Regions from separate parts of the Muntiacus reevesi genome. Here region 1 is linked to region 2. The links are chromatin contacts, called in public Hi-C maps. All regions are on one chromosome and are shown on one strand. The core of a region is the stretch at or near the end of the contact, and the rest is flanking DNA. Distances in the headings are between cores, read along the strand shown.

Region 1 (7,271 bases), core at 454-2,953, 290 kb after region 2:
CAATGAGTTACCTTAAAATTATTATTTTAATCTATTTAATCTGATAGGGAGGGCATCTTTTCCACTGTGCAACCCGCTTCAGTGCCTGCAGCCTACTGGCAGAGGCCAGGCAATGGTTCGGGGCCGCGTTTGCTCTGGCATGGGACACTATGAGAGGCCCAGGGGGACGAGCCTGCCATAAATCCAAACCCATGCATCGGAGAACTTGCAAGACTTGATCTAATGTGACTTGCTGGCTTTGTCAACCTCCTAGTTTCCTAATTCGCCCTTAGGAGAAGGGAACAAAATAAACACCAGCACACACATTCTGTCTACAAAAGTAACATTTAAATAGGGTCACCAGTGATAGACTGGGCCCCTTTAGGGTCTTTAAAAAAAAAAAAAGAAAGACAACATTCAGGCTTAAATTTACCAAGTGTGTGTTTCTCAGAAACACACCACTATTAAGTATTCTGCTTCCTTGTATCTTTCAAAGCTTTACTTCAGTAACTTTTGATACAGAGAAAGTTCACCCCAGAACATCTTTGGGTGTTCTTTCTGTATAGCTAAATTACTTAAAAAAGACATGGATTAGCAAAACATGGTCCTTCTCTGGTATGAAATTCTTTCTTGCCAATTGGGAAACGTTAGACAGGTACTAATTCAAACTGCAATTGAAAAATACAAATCGATTAAATTTTAGGTTTGAATGAAATTAGCACATTCTGTCCTCCCTACTAGACACTCCTAAGAGGTTCTATTTCAAACAGTCGGCCGTTTGGGGAAAATCTTGGGACTGGCTCCTACGTCTTAGTCGTTCGCCTGACCTTTAATCTAAGGACTTTTCTTAAATCACCAAGTCATTGAAAGATTCCGTCAACATTTCTAAGCCCGGCCGAGCAGTATCAGTTACACACGGGTTATCTCAGCTCTAGCGATCTGAGTGGCTTTCTATATTGGGCCATTCGCTCTGTACACACAGCAAGGAAAAAGGGGAAAAAAAAGAAGCTAAAATATAAATGAAAATTCCAGGGCAACACGGCGGAACGGCACGTGCACGAGCGGCCGGCACCCCGAGATCTGTGCCGGGCTCGCCTCCTGCCTCTCCTGCACCTGCTGCCGGACCACCACATGGTGTGAAAAAAATATAGCGGCTGAAGGGTTGAGCTTTTCAAAGAGCTTCCGGCTCAGAAAACCCTCACTGACGTGGTTCAGAAAAGGTGAACCCCGGGCCGTTCCAGCGCCAGGCTGCCCTTGAGCCGGAAGGGGTCGGGGCCCGGCTCCACCCGGGACCCCCAGGGCCGACGGGCCGGGCTCTGCGACCACGTGTCCTCGCAGCTCCAGGCGCCCGGTCTGCCCCGGCCTCCGGGACACGTGGCCGTCACCCCCCGCCTCTCACCCGCGCCCGCCCGCCCGCCGGCCTCCCTACCGCCCGAACGCTACCCCTCTTACCTCAGAGCGCAGGGGCGCGGGGGGCCGACCCCATGGAGACAACGCGCCGCCGCCGAGCGCTGCAGGACCCGCCGGCCGCCCCGCCGCCCCCGTCAGCCGCTCGCCCGGCCGCCCGCCGCCTCGCTCCCTCCCGCGGAGGACCGCCGGCCCGAGGTGGCGCCGGAGCGCTGGCAGAGGGGCGGCGGCGGCGGAGGCTGAGAGGGAACTGACAAAGCCCTGCGCGCCGCCGTGCCGCTACTTATAGTGCCGCGCGTGTCGTCATGGAGACGCACCAGCTCAAACCAGCCGCGATCGGTTCCGTCCGGGCGTCCTCCCCGGGAGGGGGAGGGGCCAACCCGGGACGGTGAGAGGGAGGGGCGGGGGGCGCCGGCGGATCGACGTCAGCGCCTCCGAGCCCCGCCCAACCCCGCCCAACCCCGCCCCTCCCGGGCCCGCCGCCGGCCCGAGCATGCGCACCAGCCGCGGGCCCCCGGGGCTCAGCGCGCTTGGCCGGCCGCCTAGGGCGGGGAATGGCTCGCACGCCAGCCGAAGGATTGCAAAACCTGCCTCTGACCGCCCGCCGGATGGCAGCGTGTGCGCCAAGCCAGCGCTCTCCTTCCACCTGGCATCAAATGCCGCGTGCCCTCCGGCAGAGAACGGAAATCGCTGGGCGCGAGCGGGCCACGTGGACCCTACCTGGCGGACCCCGGACCTTTTCTTTCTGCGGGACGTCTGCATATGCCGGTGGGAGGGCCTGGAGGTGATCCTGGCGCAGCTCCACCCCACGAAGAAGAGGGGCAGGAGGCAGAAGGGGCAGCGATCAGCGGGCAAATTAAGAGGCACAGCTCTGGGCGGCTCTCGAGCCGCTGAGCGTTTTGAACCGCGTCTGACATGTCCGGTTGTCCTCCTAGAAGGTAGCAGGCAGCCGAGGACACGCGAAGAGGCACGTTGCGCTTGTTAAGCCAGAGACTCGTCTAAGGGCGTTAGGGCAAGGGGTGGGAGGTAACAGGTCTGCAAGCCACCGGGTGCTCTACTGTCCTTTGTATTGTTGTTCAGTCGCTCAGTCGTTTCCGACTCTGCGACCCCAGGGACTGCAGCACACCAGGCGTCCCTGTCCTTCACCATCTCCTGGAGCTTGCTCAGACTCCTGTTGGTTGAGTCGGTGATGCCATCCAGCCATCTCATCCTCTGTCGTCCCCTTCTCCTGCCTTCAACCTTTCCCAGCATCGGGGTCTTTTTCTAATCACTAGGCTCATCAAATCAGGTGGCCAAAGTATTGGAGCTTTAGCCTCAGTCCTTCCAGGATTTATTTATTTTAGGATGGACTGGTTTGATCTCCTTGCAGTCCAAGGGACTCTCAAGAGTCTTCTCCAACACCACAGTTCGAAAGCATCAATTCGTCCGTGCTCAGCTTTCTTTATAGTCCAACTCTAACATCCATACATGACTATTGGGAAAACCATAGCTTTGACTATTCAGACCTTTGTTGGCAAAGTAATGTCTCCACTTTTTAATACACTGTCTAGGTTTGTCATAGCTTTTCTTCCAAGGAGCAAGCATCTTTTAATTTCATGGCTGCAGTCACCATCTGCAGTGATTTTGGAGCCTATGATAATAAAGTCTGTTACTGTATTGAGTGGCGCTTATCAATGACTTCTCTGAGGGCAGCTGTGATTGGCTGTCTTTGGGAGGGTTATGTGAGTCCCAACACAGCAACAGTGTCTATGGGAGAAATACCATATGGCAAAAACTGGGAAATTAGGAGTCCCCAGGAGTGCAGCCAAGACTATGGTGGAGAACTGGCCTCTCCCAGATGCTGCCCACCCTCACCACCCCTGCCAACCTCAGGGAGGCATGTGGGGCACTTTTTCCCCCTTGCATTTAAAGTGTTCCTTCCCTTGTAGACAAAGTCCAACAGATACCATTATGTCCCAACGTAGGGTGTGACTGACCTGAGGGCTGCGGGTGGGAGTAAAAAGGTGTGAAACTAGCCCTAACCACACAGTCAGTGCAGGGGACAAGCCTGGCAGAGCTCAGTACTATAGTCTACCTTGGTCTCAACTTGCTGTGTGACCTTGGGTTAGTTACCTCCCTTCTCTGGGCCTCAGGAGGAAATTGGACTAGATGACCCAAGGATCTTCACTGCTACAAAAACCTCCTTTGTGAAGAGTACTAGTTTTATGAATGCAGAAGTGAATGAGTAATCGAACTTTCCCTGGGCCATGCGTGGCTTCCACAGAATCAAGGAGACAACAGAAGAGAGTAAACAGCAGCGAGTCCTCGTTACGTGAGGGGACATGACAGCTGCCTTTTCTCTTGGTCACCCTGATCAATTTCATCTTTACGTAGTCCTTGAGCAACCACAGTACCAGGTACCACTAGGGAGAGAGAGGGGGAAGTTACTCTACCCCAGCAAGTTTAATTCCTAGGAGGGATTGAGATTAACAATGCAATAAGCAGTCCCATCAGAGAACATTACAGCCCCAGGCACTCACTAAGTGGGACAGCTTCGTGGTGAACACTCTGGGATTTGTCCCCGCTCTGTGAAGAAACATTTTGTTCCAGTGACATGCAGATTTTTTTCCCTCAAATTCCGGAAGTCTCCCGGGTCCAGTGCCAAGGCCAAGAAGGAGCATTGTCTGTGCTCCCTGGCTCTCCCAGGCCCATCAATCAAGCAGTCCTTGTGGTGATCACTGTCCCCTGCTATTGGGCTTCCTTCCAGTGGGGGGAACCGGATGTCTCCGAGTATGGGCTCCTAGTGGGAGCCTTGTGTGGGGAGAAGGCCAGCCAGCCCCCCTGCCCTGCGTCCTGCCGGCATCTTGCTGTTATGTGACCTTGGCCATCTCCTTGACCCTATATGAGCCTCTCTGTCTCCAGCCATCAACAGTCTGGCCCTGGTCTAGGGTCTCTTTGAACTCAGTCCTGTGATCATATTTTAGAATTAAAAGTATTCACTAGAACAAAGAGGCGAATTCTCGATTCAGGAAGCCAAGTGATCTGTCTCTCTGCCAGTCACACGTGCTACTCCCACATGGGTCACCCCCACACACGGCCTCTCCTGCCAGTCCACCTCTAACATACGAACTGCATGTATGCTGCATAATCTTCTGGGGAGGCCTGGCCATACCCAGATGACCCATCTTGACCCAGATGGGAAAACAGAAGCAAGAGAAGGAGGAGGTGCTTGTTCCCTGAGGGCTGGCCCTGGGGCTGCAGGCAGACTCTTGGCTTTGGCCTTAGGCCTGGGAGTCAGCAGGCCTGAGTCATTAAACCCAGTTACTAATCTGGATCCAAGAAGATAAACCTACAGTGACTAAACCTGGTCTTGCTCAAATGCATGGCATTCTTGTCTTTCTGCATAAATTCCATAGACTTTATCTTCTCCCTTACAATTTTCTTTTTTTTCTTAAAGAAAAGCAGCAGATCCTTGCAAACTATGAAGTTACCCTTACATGGAGATAAGGTTTTTGTGTTTGGTGCAGAGGCAGTAACTTAGAGAAGTAAGCAAAAACATCGGAATGCACGTGGGGCATGCCAATAGGATCGGTGCCCTTAGTCATCCCACCTCAGTTCTGGTACCAACTCCAATTATTTTAGCTGCCTTCAGCACCTAGCTCATCATGAAACCCTGAGCATCACTTCTGCTCTCTGGATCTCAAGGCCTTTCGGTAAAGTGTTCTCTGGCTGGACTGGACTGGATCAGAGCTCTGATGTTCTAAGAATCTCTGACTTATTTTACAAAGAACTGTATAAATCTGCTGACCACGTTTTCTGACACCAAAAGTGAGGACGTGTCTGGCACAAAAGGTGTTTTTTCTTAAGTTATTTACCTGAAAGGACTAATAAAGGTACATGATGATTACAAATGCAAGGAGCCACCTTTACTGAACAGAAGTAACATCAAAAACGATGGTCGGCAAGAATTTACGTATCCGTGTCCTCAATATTGGAACAGTCAACATCGAGAACTTTTCGGAAAATGGGTTTGTGTCTGGTCCACGTGTCCGTGGTCATATTCCACACCAAGTTTCTTCCCAGGAGTGTAGTAAGAGTTGACTCTGGAGTGAGGTTCATGACATTCGGCCACAGGAGGACGTTGGGACCTGTCCTGCCAGGGTGCCACTAACTCAGGGAAATGGGACTCAGTCACGGCACACGGCTAGTCACGTGTGGACATTTGACCAAAAATAGAGCTCGGAAGTTCAGTCACTCATTAACCCTCCAGCCCTGCCCTTGAGTTGTTTTAGGTGTTTCCAGAAGTCCAATCCACCCTCCGAGGCGGAAAGTGTATGTCTTTGCCAATTTCCAAATGATGTGCCTGGGGCAGCTGGGAGCTTCCAGGGAGGCCCTCCTTGCTCTGAACCATACAGGCGTCATCGGAGAAGTGGAGCATCCCCAAAAATACCTGTCAGGAGCCAAAGACACCAGTGGAAACCCCAGGACGTTTGTGTTACAAAGCACTGTTGCATCACCGCCCCACCCAGCCTCCGCCCTGGTGCGGCTCCCTGGGAGGTGCTGGGACAAGGGCCACCTGGCAGGAAGTGGGTCAGGGCCTCCGGGAGCCCAGTAGGGCCCTGCGGCTGGTCAGTGGCCACATGGTACATTGCAGAGAAGAGGTGGCCTCTGTCCAGGGCTTGAAGCAGGCACTCACTTGCCTGGCGCATTGATTGTAGCGATGCTTTGCTTCCCCTCGCCTGCCTTTTCAGCGGACAGAAGTCAGAGTTCGAGGAAGCATGTGCCCGGCTAGCTTCGGACACTCCCCCTACCTCAGGTGTTGTTTCACAGCAGGACGGGTTTCAGATCTGACCAGCCATTTGTTTGAAATTCTTCACTGGTGGCCCTTGGTCCACAGGGTAAAGGCCTAACCCCTTAAGCTGGCACCCAGGACCCTCTGACTCTGCCCTGCTCACCTCCCCACGATCACCCACCTCCTGCTGCCCCAGGCCCTGCAGGTCTGACATCCCAGCCCGAATCACACTGGACAGGCCCCTTGGGTCTCCCACTCCCACTCCCTTTGAAGTCAGGACCACGATTTACTTCTTTGCATACGTGTCTAGCCCAGGACCTGGTACACAAAAGTCTATCACTGATGTTAACTTGAAACTAGGGCTCTCCTAAGAAATCTGTGATTTGCCTTTGCTGCATGACTGACAAACTGGTGTGAATTTCCGAAAGTCAGGGGATAAAAGATTCAGAATGTTTTCCTTTGGACATCTGCTCATTCATTCAATACATGTTCATATTGTGTCTGCTACGTGCAAGTGAGCTGCTGGGTGAGGGAGGATCCCCCCCCATCCCGGATGCAGCTGTGGCTGGCTTCTTGGGGACCAGCAGGAAACTGATAGGCACCCAATGAAACCTGACCTTCTCCCCAACGCTTAAAGAAAACTGATTTCCCTTATTTTCTCTTAAGCTCCTGGGGATTGCATCTGACCCAACATGCCGCAGCATCTCTGCTAGGTTTGCCATGGCCCCATTTTTGCTGGAGCCGCACCCTGGTGGGGCCCCACCTGTGGGAATCCCCAGAGTCTACAAGACTTCTTCCTCCCATGGCAGGGAACAGCACGCAGAGGGCGTTTGCACAACCTAAACCATCTGGGAGGTGTGTGCTCTCTGCCCAGGAGCGGGCTGAGCATCACTTTCCTGCCAAGTCAGAACCCAGGCTGTCCAAGCAGCCAGCAGGGTCACGCCCGCCTGAGCCCCAGGGATGCAGGACCACCTAAAGAGGAGGCTCATCGCCTCCCTTCGGACAGCTTGCGAGCCCTTGTTCTAGGCCAGGCCCCTCCTGCCACTGTAGGGAGGGTGAGCGAAGGAGGCCCCTGCCCTCAAGGCTCTGACAGTCCGGAGGGGAGTCTGATCCC
Region 2 (7,242 bases), core at 1,890-4,389:
GGGAAATCCCTGTAGAATACATTCCTTAAATTAAAAAAAAAATCATTTATTTATTACTATTTTATGTTTTGGCTGTACTAGGTCTTGGTTGCTGTGCGGGGGCTTTCTCTAGTTGCTGGGAGCAGGGGCTTCGCATTGCCACTGCTTCTCTTCTTCTGGAGCTCTGGGTTCCAGGGCATGTGGGCTCTGTAGCTGTAGCAACAGGCTCTGTTGCTACAAGGCATGTGGGATCTTCCTGGACCAGGGATGGAACCCAAGTCCCTTGCACTGGGAGGCAGATTCTTATCCACTGGGCCACCACCAGGGAAATCCCTGTTGAAAATACTGTTAATAAAAAGTTGGGAAAGAAAAGTTGCCGCTGTGCAGTGAAAGGAGCTGTGTGACCTTGGCAGCCTCCTTGCCTCTCGGGCCTTAGTCTCAAACTAAGAACAGGGCTGAAAACACCTACTTTCCCACTGTCTCTGGATTAAAGTGTAAATCGCCTGGTCCAGCGGCTATAGGGTCATCGTCATTAGTACTATTATGACAGTCTCCAGCACGATGTCAGGTATATATGGAGGCATGAGCGGCATCGGGAAACTCACTTGAGCTCCCTGGGTGGGCTGACGCTTAATGATGCTGCCTGGGGGTGAAGCGAGCGAGGGGCCGGGTAGATGTCACTGAGCCGCATCTCGTGCGCCTCCAGGCGGAAAAAAAAAGTGCGACTTCGGGGGGCGTGGCCACTGGGGGGCGGGTGGCGGAAGCGGGGTGCGGCTTGCGGTGGCCGGCGTGGGATCCCAAAGCTATGAATGAGCACGGTCTCCCGGAAGTTGGGGGCGGAGCCTCCGTGTGTGGACCAGTCGCCGAGGAGCTGTCAAAACTGGCGCGGAAGGGAAAAGGGGGAAGATCCCAGGCGGATCTCAGCGCTTGGCGGCTGCCGGGAACAATCTCTCTTCCGGGGACTGGGCCAGACCTGGTCCCGCCGGGGCCCTTTCTCTCTACAGTACCCAGGCAAAGAGACGGACGGGGCCACTGCAGACCAGAACCTTGAATCGGCTATGTGACCCCTCGGCGGGGCCACGTAGCCTTCGGCCCTTGCTTCCTTCTTTATAAAGTGAGAGCAGTAAAAACCCGATGTAGGGGGAAGTCGGGACATGCCGGAATGACTCAGAGGTGGGAGGAGGCGACGGTAAGGAAGGCGGCTTACCGCCCCCCACCCCCACCACCACTGCCTCGTGGCTGTTCAGCCGAAAATGAAGTCACAGCTTCTGGCTCTCAGAGTGATCCTTTATGGTACCCGTGCACAGACTATATAGCAGGAGCTTATAAAAAAAAGCACATGGTGCCTGGGGCAGCCACCAAAAGGAGCAGGTCGGATATGAATTACCCGAAATCGGAATGTGAGTCAGGTATTAGAGGATACCAAGGACTTCTCGATAGTTTTGTTAGTTTTATGGCTGATAAAGTTATGACCACATCTGTCAATAAAAATACCCATTTTCTGGAGGTACATGCCAACGGGGAAATTGACAATGTCTGTGACTTGCTTTCAAACACATGATTGAGACCAAAGTTTTAGTTGTTGCTTTGTCTAAGAGATGTGATGGTCGCTGACCTTTCTTCTCAGGCTTAGAGAATACTTTAAACACAGTATACAGTACTCTAAGAAATAGACCTCTGTGGGGAGGGTATCCTTCCCTACCCTCACCTATTTAAAGTATTGTATCTAGAAAAGACAGTGTACAAAGTCCAAGCCTCACTCAGTGACAGCCCTGAGTGTGTGAGCTGTTAGAGCTTATCCTGGTTAATCATTTCTTTCCTGGATCCTAACACTTCTGTCTCATCAGTCATTTCTGGCGTTTTGCCACATGCAGGGCAAAAATCTATGGCAAATTTGAAAGACCAAGTGTAAAGTAAAATTAAAATATTACTAAGTTTATGCCTCCACCATCACCCCAATGGAGGGTTTCAACCTCCTCTTCAAGCTCTTTGAGGCCCAATACGCAGTAAATGGGCTTATTTGGGCTTCCCTGGTGGCTCAGACGTCAAACGTCTGCCTGCAGTGCGGGAGACCGGGGTTCGATCCCTGGTTTGGGAATATCCCCTAGAGAAGGAAATGGCAACCCACTCCAGTATCCTTGCCTGGAAAATTCCATGGACAGAGCAGTCTGGCAGGCTACAGTTCATGGGGTCGCAAAGAGTCGGACATGACTGAGTGGACTTCACTTTTCACTTTTAAAGGAGTATATGAAGTCCTAGTTATTCAATCATTCTCGGAACTTTTTCTCTGAATCTTCGCTCAGTTTGCAATTTTTAAAACACTGTCGACGTTGAGGACGAGATTTCAGGGGGAAACTTCACCAAAGACCCTCTCTGTTATCAGCTTGAAGGTTTACAATGGACTTCGTATTGTTCATGAATTACCTCATTTAGTCTTCTCGTTTTATTAGAAAGCCCGCAGCTTAGATATGGCTACAAGCCCATTTTACCAGCGAGGGGACAACAGATGACGTGTCCAAGGGACACAGCCACTGCACCCCGGGGACCCTGTAGTTCCGCGGCTCTAACCGTTAGGCGGTCACCACCGGCCAGCCCCCACCTTTGCCGGGCCTCAGGGACCTGGAACCCCCATCCGGGTACACACACGTATCCAGATCGCCGCAGCCACATCTCCCTCGCAGTCAGGGGCGTTTTACGGGCCTCCGTACCAAGCTCATCTGCAAAAACTATTTACGCGGAACCGAGAACCGGGTTCCAGAGACGTCTTCAGAGAGGTGGGGCTCCGCGGGGGTGGGGAATTCGCTCCCGCTCGCGGGCCGGCGGGCTCCAATCGCGTTGCTTCATTCAATCCCAAACCGTTCCGGGGACGCGCGAGAGTGCCCTCGCGCCCGCTAGGGCGCACGGAGCGCGCAGGGGCTGCAGCCTTTGTCCGACGAGGTCTTCGGGGAGGCGGGCGGCGGCGCTCGCGGCCCCCCAGAGGCCTGGGAGGGGCAGGTGCCCGGGGGTCCCGGGAGGGCAGGGCCTGGGGGCCAGACTGAGCTCCCGCGCTGCGCTTGAATCTGTGTGGGGTGGGCGGGGCCAGCCGGGATCCAGCCAATGGGGAAGTGGCCCCGCCCACTGGGCCGGCGCCTGGGGTTTTAAATATTCCCCCGCGGGGCCTTGCAGGGGCTCTCGGGACTCGCGCGCAGCCCCACCGCACTGACCTTCTCGCCACCATGCTCTCCGTCCGCGTCCCGCTCGCCACCATCGCTGACCCGCAGCAGCAGCAGCTCTCGCCCCTGAAGGGGCTCAGCCTAGCGGACAAGGAGAACACTGTGAGCGCCCCGGGGGGCGGGGGTCGGGGGCAGGGCGGCGGAGTCCTGTGGGTGGGTTGGGGCGCGGGCAGGCCTCTGACCACGCACCTCCCTACAGCCCCCTTCCCTCAGCGGGACCCGTGTGCTGGCCAGCAAGACCGCGAGGAGGATCTTCCAGGAGCCCTCAGAGCCGGTGAGTAGGTGGGCTGCGGCGGGGGCGCGCGGCGAGGGGGCGCTGCAGGCAAGGCGGTGCGGGCGGAGCCTGCTTGGCGCCAAAGCCTCATTGTCTGCTCTCAAACCCTACCCACCTTTCCCGGGCCCGCGCTGCCTTCCCGCCAAAGTCTGTTCCCTCCCCAGCACCATTGCACATCTGGACATTTCCTATTTCTCTATACTCCCATAAAATCCAAGTATGACAACCGACTTACATTCAGGCCCATGGGATTTCTGATCATTGGAGGTATTCTGCTTGAAAAAGAAATGACAGTTTCATGATTCGCCCTATACTTAACATTTTTTTCCCCTTACATTTTCCTCTCCCAACAGAACCCTAAGCTATCTGCCCCCAGTGTGGAGGACGAACCACTTCTGAGAGAAAACCCCCGCCGCTTTGTCATCTTTCCTATCGAATACCATGATATTTGGCAGATGTATAAGAAAGCTGAGGCTTCCTTTTGGACAGCTGAGGAGGTAATCAGATGCAGCAACTAGGAGACTTAAAAGACCCTTTGCCCATTGCCTCTCTAGAGGAAGACCCCAGCCGGGCCGGCTATAACATGTTTAAAATATGCTTTGCTGTTCTCCCTATCCCTGTTTGGAATGGTTGTCCACTCAGGATGTGAGATGTTCAAATTGGCAGAATATGGGAGGGGTATATAAATCAGGTGGTGCTAGTAGACTTATTAAAGTTGAACCATTAGGCGTATGTGTGAAGGTCCTGCCGGCTTGAACCCTTTGTGAACTTCTGTATTTCAGGTGGACCTTTCCAAGGACATTCAGCACTGGGAAGCTCTGAAGCCTGAGGAGAGATATTTTATTTCCCATGTGCTGGCTTTCTTTGCAGCAAGTGATGGCATAGTAAATGAAAATTTGGTGAGTTCCCCCTGTCTCCCACCCCTCCCCCCAGCCCCGGAAAAAGTACCTTTACTCAAGATTTACGTGAGAACTAACAATTCTCTTTTTTGTCTTTTAAAATTTTGCACACTGAAGATGTATATATCTATATCTGTAAACCAGGGTTTTATATTCTATGGCATTTTCTGTTCTATAGTGTACTTTACAGTTATTTTCTTCCTTATGGTATTTTTTTCCCTCAACTGTGCAGAAACAATGTTAAGGCAATGTTATGTGAAGGAAATGGCAACCCACTCCAGTATTCTTGCCTGGAGAATCCCATGGACAGAGGAGCCTGATGGGCTACAGTCCACAGGGTCACAAAGAGTCGGACACGACTGAGCGACTTAACTAAGTGATAGTAATACATCCAGAACCCTAGTAACTATCTATTTGCTCTCCATTTTGTGGCTTTGCTTTTTTTTTAATAACTGGTCACATCTATGTCTTGAGTGCATCCTCCTTGCAATGAATGAAAATGAATTGCTATGTCTAGCTTATAATGATACAAAAACGGAAGTGTGAGGCAACCAGTGTTCATTGACTGAATTGCTGCTGGTAGATTTTCCATAAAATGATCTTTGTGTTTTACCACTAGGTGGAGCGGTTTAGCCAAGAAGTTCAGATTACTGAAGCCCGTTGTTTCTATGGCTTCCAAATTGCCATGGAAAACATACATTCGGAAATGTATAGTCTCCTCATTGACACTTACATTAAAGATTCCAAAGAAAGGTGAGTATTTGGGTGGTGATATGCCAACATATTTATTTAGGATTACTGGTTGTTACTTTTTGAAATCGTATAGGGATAGAAAAATGACTCTAAAATGAGTAAGTCAAAGAAACTCCTAGCACCCATGGTCATGTCTACTCTTAAGAACAGGCCTAAATTCACTTTACTAGTCAATTGCTAAAAACAGTTATAAGGTTACTCCATCCTTTGAGAGCTGGAAACATACTAGTGAACATCCAATCTAATGCCTTCTGAGAAAACATTCCAAGAGGCTGTCTGATGAGCTAAAACTTAGATTTGATAGTTTTCATATCTGACAAATCTGTCAACTTACAGTGTGAGGCTGGCGCAGGGTGGAGTGGGTGGAGGATGCAAAGTTGAAAATAAAACCAGCCTCTTAAGGGGCTTGCAACATAATATAGAAAATAAGACCTAGGAATATAAGTGGAGGAATTACATAATAGCACAGAGGCATCAGTGAACCATGAAATTAATTCAGGCACACAGCAATTTGCCTGAAATGATAGTATATATTGGGATAACAGAGAGCAAATGTAAGTAGCTTAGGGCCTATTTTACATTGTCAGGATGGACTGGAGAGGAGGGGAGCACTAGAAATAGGCGTTTGAGTAGTTTAGATACTAAGGTCAGCTTCAGGACAAGAGCCTGTGTAGCACAGAACTGGTGAAGCTGAGGAGTTGCCTTTTGTAGATGATGTGGAAGAAAGTGAAGAGGGAAAATGAGTGGTGACTTGAAAGGCCAGCAGGATGGAGGAAACTCTTTGCGGGGGCCAGGGGGCGGTTGTAAAATGATTTGAACATGTTTGCAGACAGAAATGAGAAAAGAAAGTAAAGGTAGGGCATGATTGGAATAGGTTACCAGAAGGGAGGGATCAGAATGGCCTGATGGTTGAGCTTTGAAAGCTAGGGAGAGTCAAGGAAAGAGAATAAAAGGAGCCCAAGGTCTGATGGAAACAAGTTCACTGGGACAGGCTGGGGAATCTCTGGACTCCCAAAGTAGGCGCAGGGAGGAATAGGGTAATGAGGAAGACCTGGGTGAGTGTAGGGCCAGTTGGTTTGCTTTTCTGACCTGGGATCAAGGATGTAGCAGAGTTATAAAGTGAAAGCAATCACAGGTTGTTTAGTTTATTGACTTCAATTATTTTATTATATACTTACGGCATTTGGGGCCCAAATAATTGGCACAGTGATATTGTGTAGGCGGTTAGGGCATCAGTTTAGGGAGACAATGGTCAACATAACTTAAGTAGTCCTAGCAGTTAAGCTTTTGCAGTTCTTTGAATTTAAAGATAGGGCCTGTGGACCTTGTTATCACCTGAACTTGAAATAATGAAACCAATCAATGCTCTTGATGTAACAGACTGAGGTTGTGGGGCTTAGTATGAACTAATGGTACCTAAATTTTATTCACATAAACCAAATGGATTTTTGATATTTTTTCTAAAACACTGGAGGAAAAAGCAAGCTAGTAAAAAGAAAACATTTCAGTTTGAATCCCAAATTGGTCATGGTCCCAGTGCTCTTACTGAGAAGCTGATACTAGAAGTCTTTGCTAGAATGGCTGATCATCTGTGTGTGCCTACCAGGGAATTTCTCTTCAACGCCATTGAGACGATGCCTTGTGTGAAGAAGAAGGCAGATTGGGCCTTGCGCTGGATTGGGGACAAAGAAGCTACATATGGTAAGGGACCTTGGCCCTAGTTACCCCTGAGCTTCATTTTCTAAGTGATGTTACTGGTTTGTTCCTATGAACACAGACAGATACTCACAGAAATATTTTGTTTTTAACTGTAGGAGAACGTGTGGTAGCCTTTGCCGCAGTGGAAGGCATCTTCTTTTCCGGTTCTTTTGCATCGATATTCTGGCTCAAGAAACGAGGACTGATGCCTGGCCTCACGTTTTCCAATGAACTTATTAGCAGAGATGAGGTGGGTCTAATTCAGAAAACAGGCTGACCTGCACCCCAAACACCTACAACCCCGTGTTCACTGACGGGAACCCAAGATGTGAGATTGCCTTAAATGCACATTTAACTTGTGGGTTCAACCATAGGCATCTTGGCAGAGAATGAAATAATTTGCTGAAATTATTTTACTCATATTCTC

What was found. Hi-C and Micro-C count contacts between places; a contact is called where the count stands out from the background.
Region 1: a contact with region 2 is called in a Hi-C map of blood, with 2.6 times the contacts expected there. The contact joins the promoter of ODC1 here to the promoter of RRM2 in region 2. A contact is called at or near these places in 2 of 3 Hi-C or Micro-C datasets (blood and muscle).

What each region holds. Positions count from the first base shown.
Region 1 is chr3:18,962,273-18,969,543 of mMunRee1.1, forward strand. It overlaps ODC1 (ornithine decarboxylase 1), which reads right to left and starts at 1,704. Exons shown (of 11, transcript XM_065928587.1): 1 at 1,432-1,704. It overlaps LOC136165822 (small nucleolar RNA SNORA42/SNORA80 family), which reads right to left and starts at 195; the gene lies at 63-195.
Region 2 is chr3:18,671,626-18,678,867 of mMunRee1.1, forward strand. It overlaps RRM2 (ribonucleotide reductase regulatory subunit M2), which reads left to right and starts at 3,140. Exons shown (of 10, transcript XM_065928584.1): 1 at 3,140-3,293; 2 at 3,391-3,465; 3 at 3,819-3,962; 4 at 4,248-4,364; 5 at 4,984-5,117; 6 at 6,724-6,818; 7 at 6,932-7,065. The coding sequence starts at 3,195.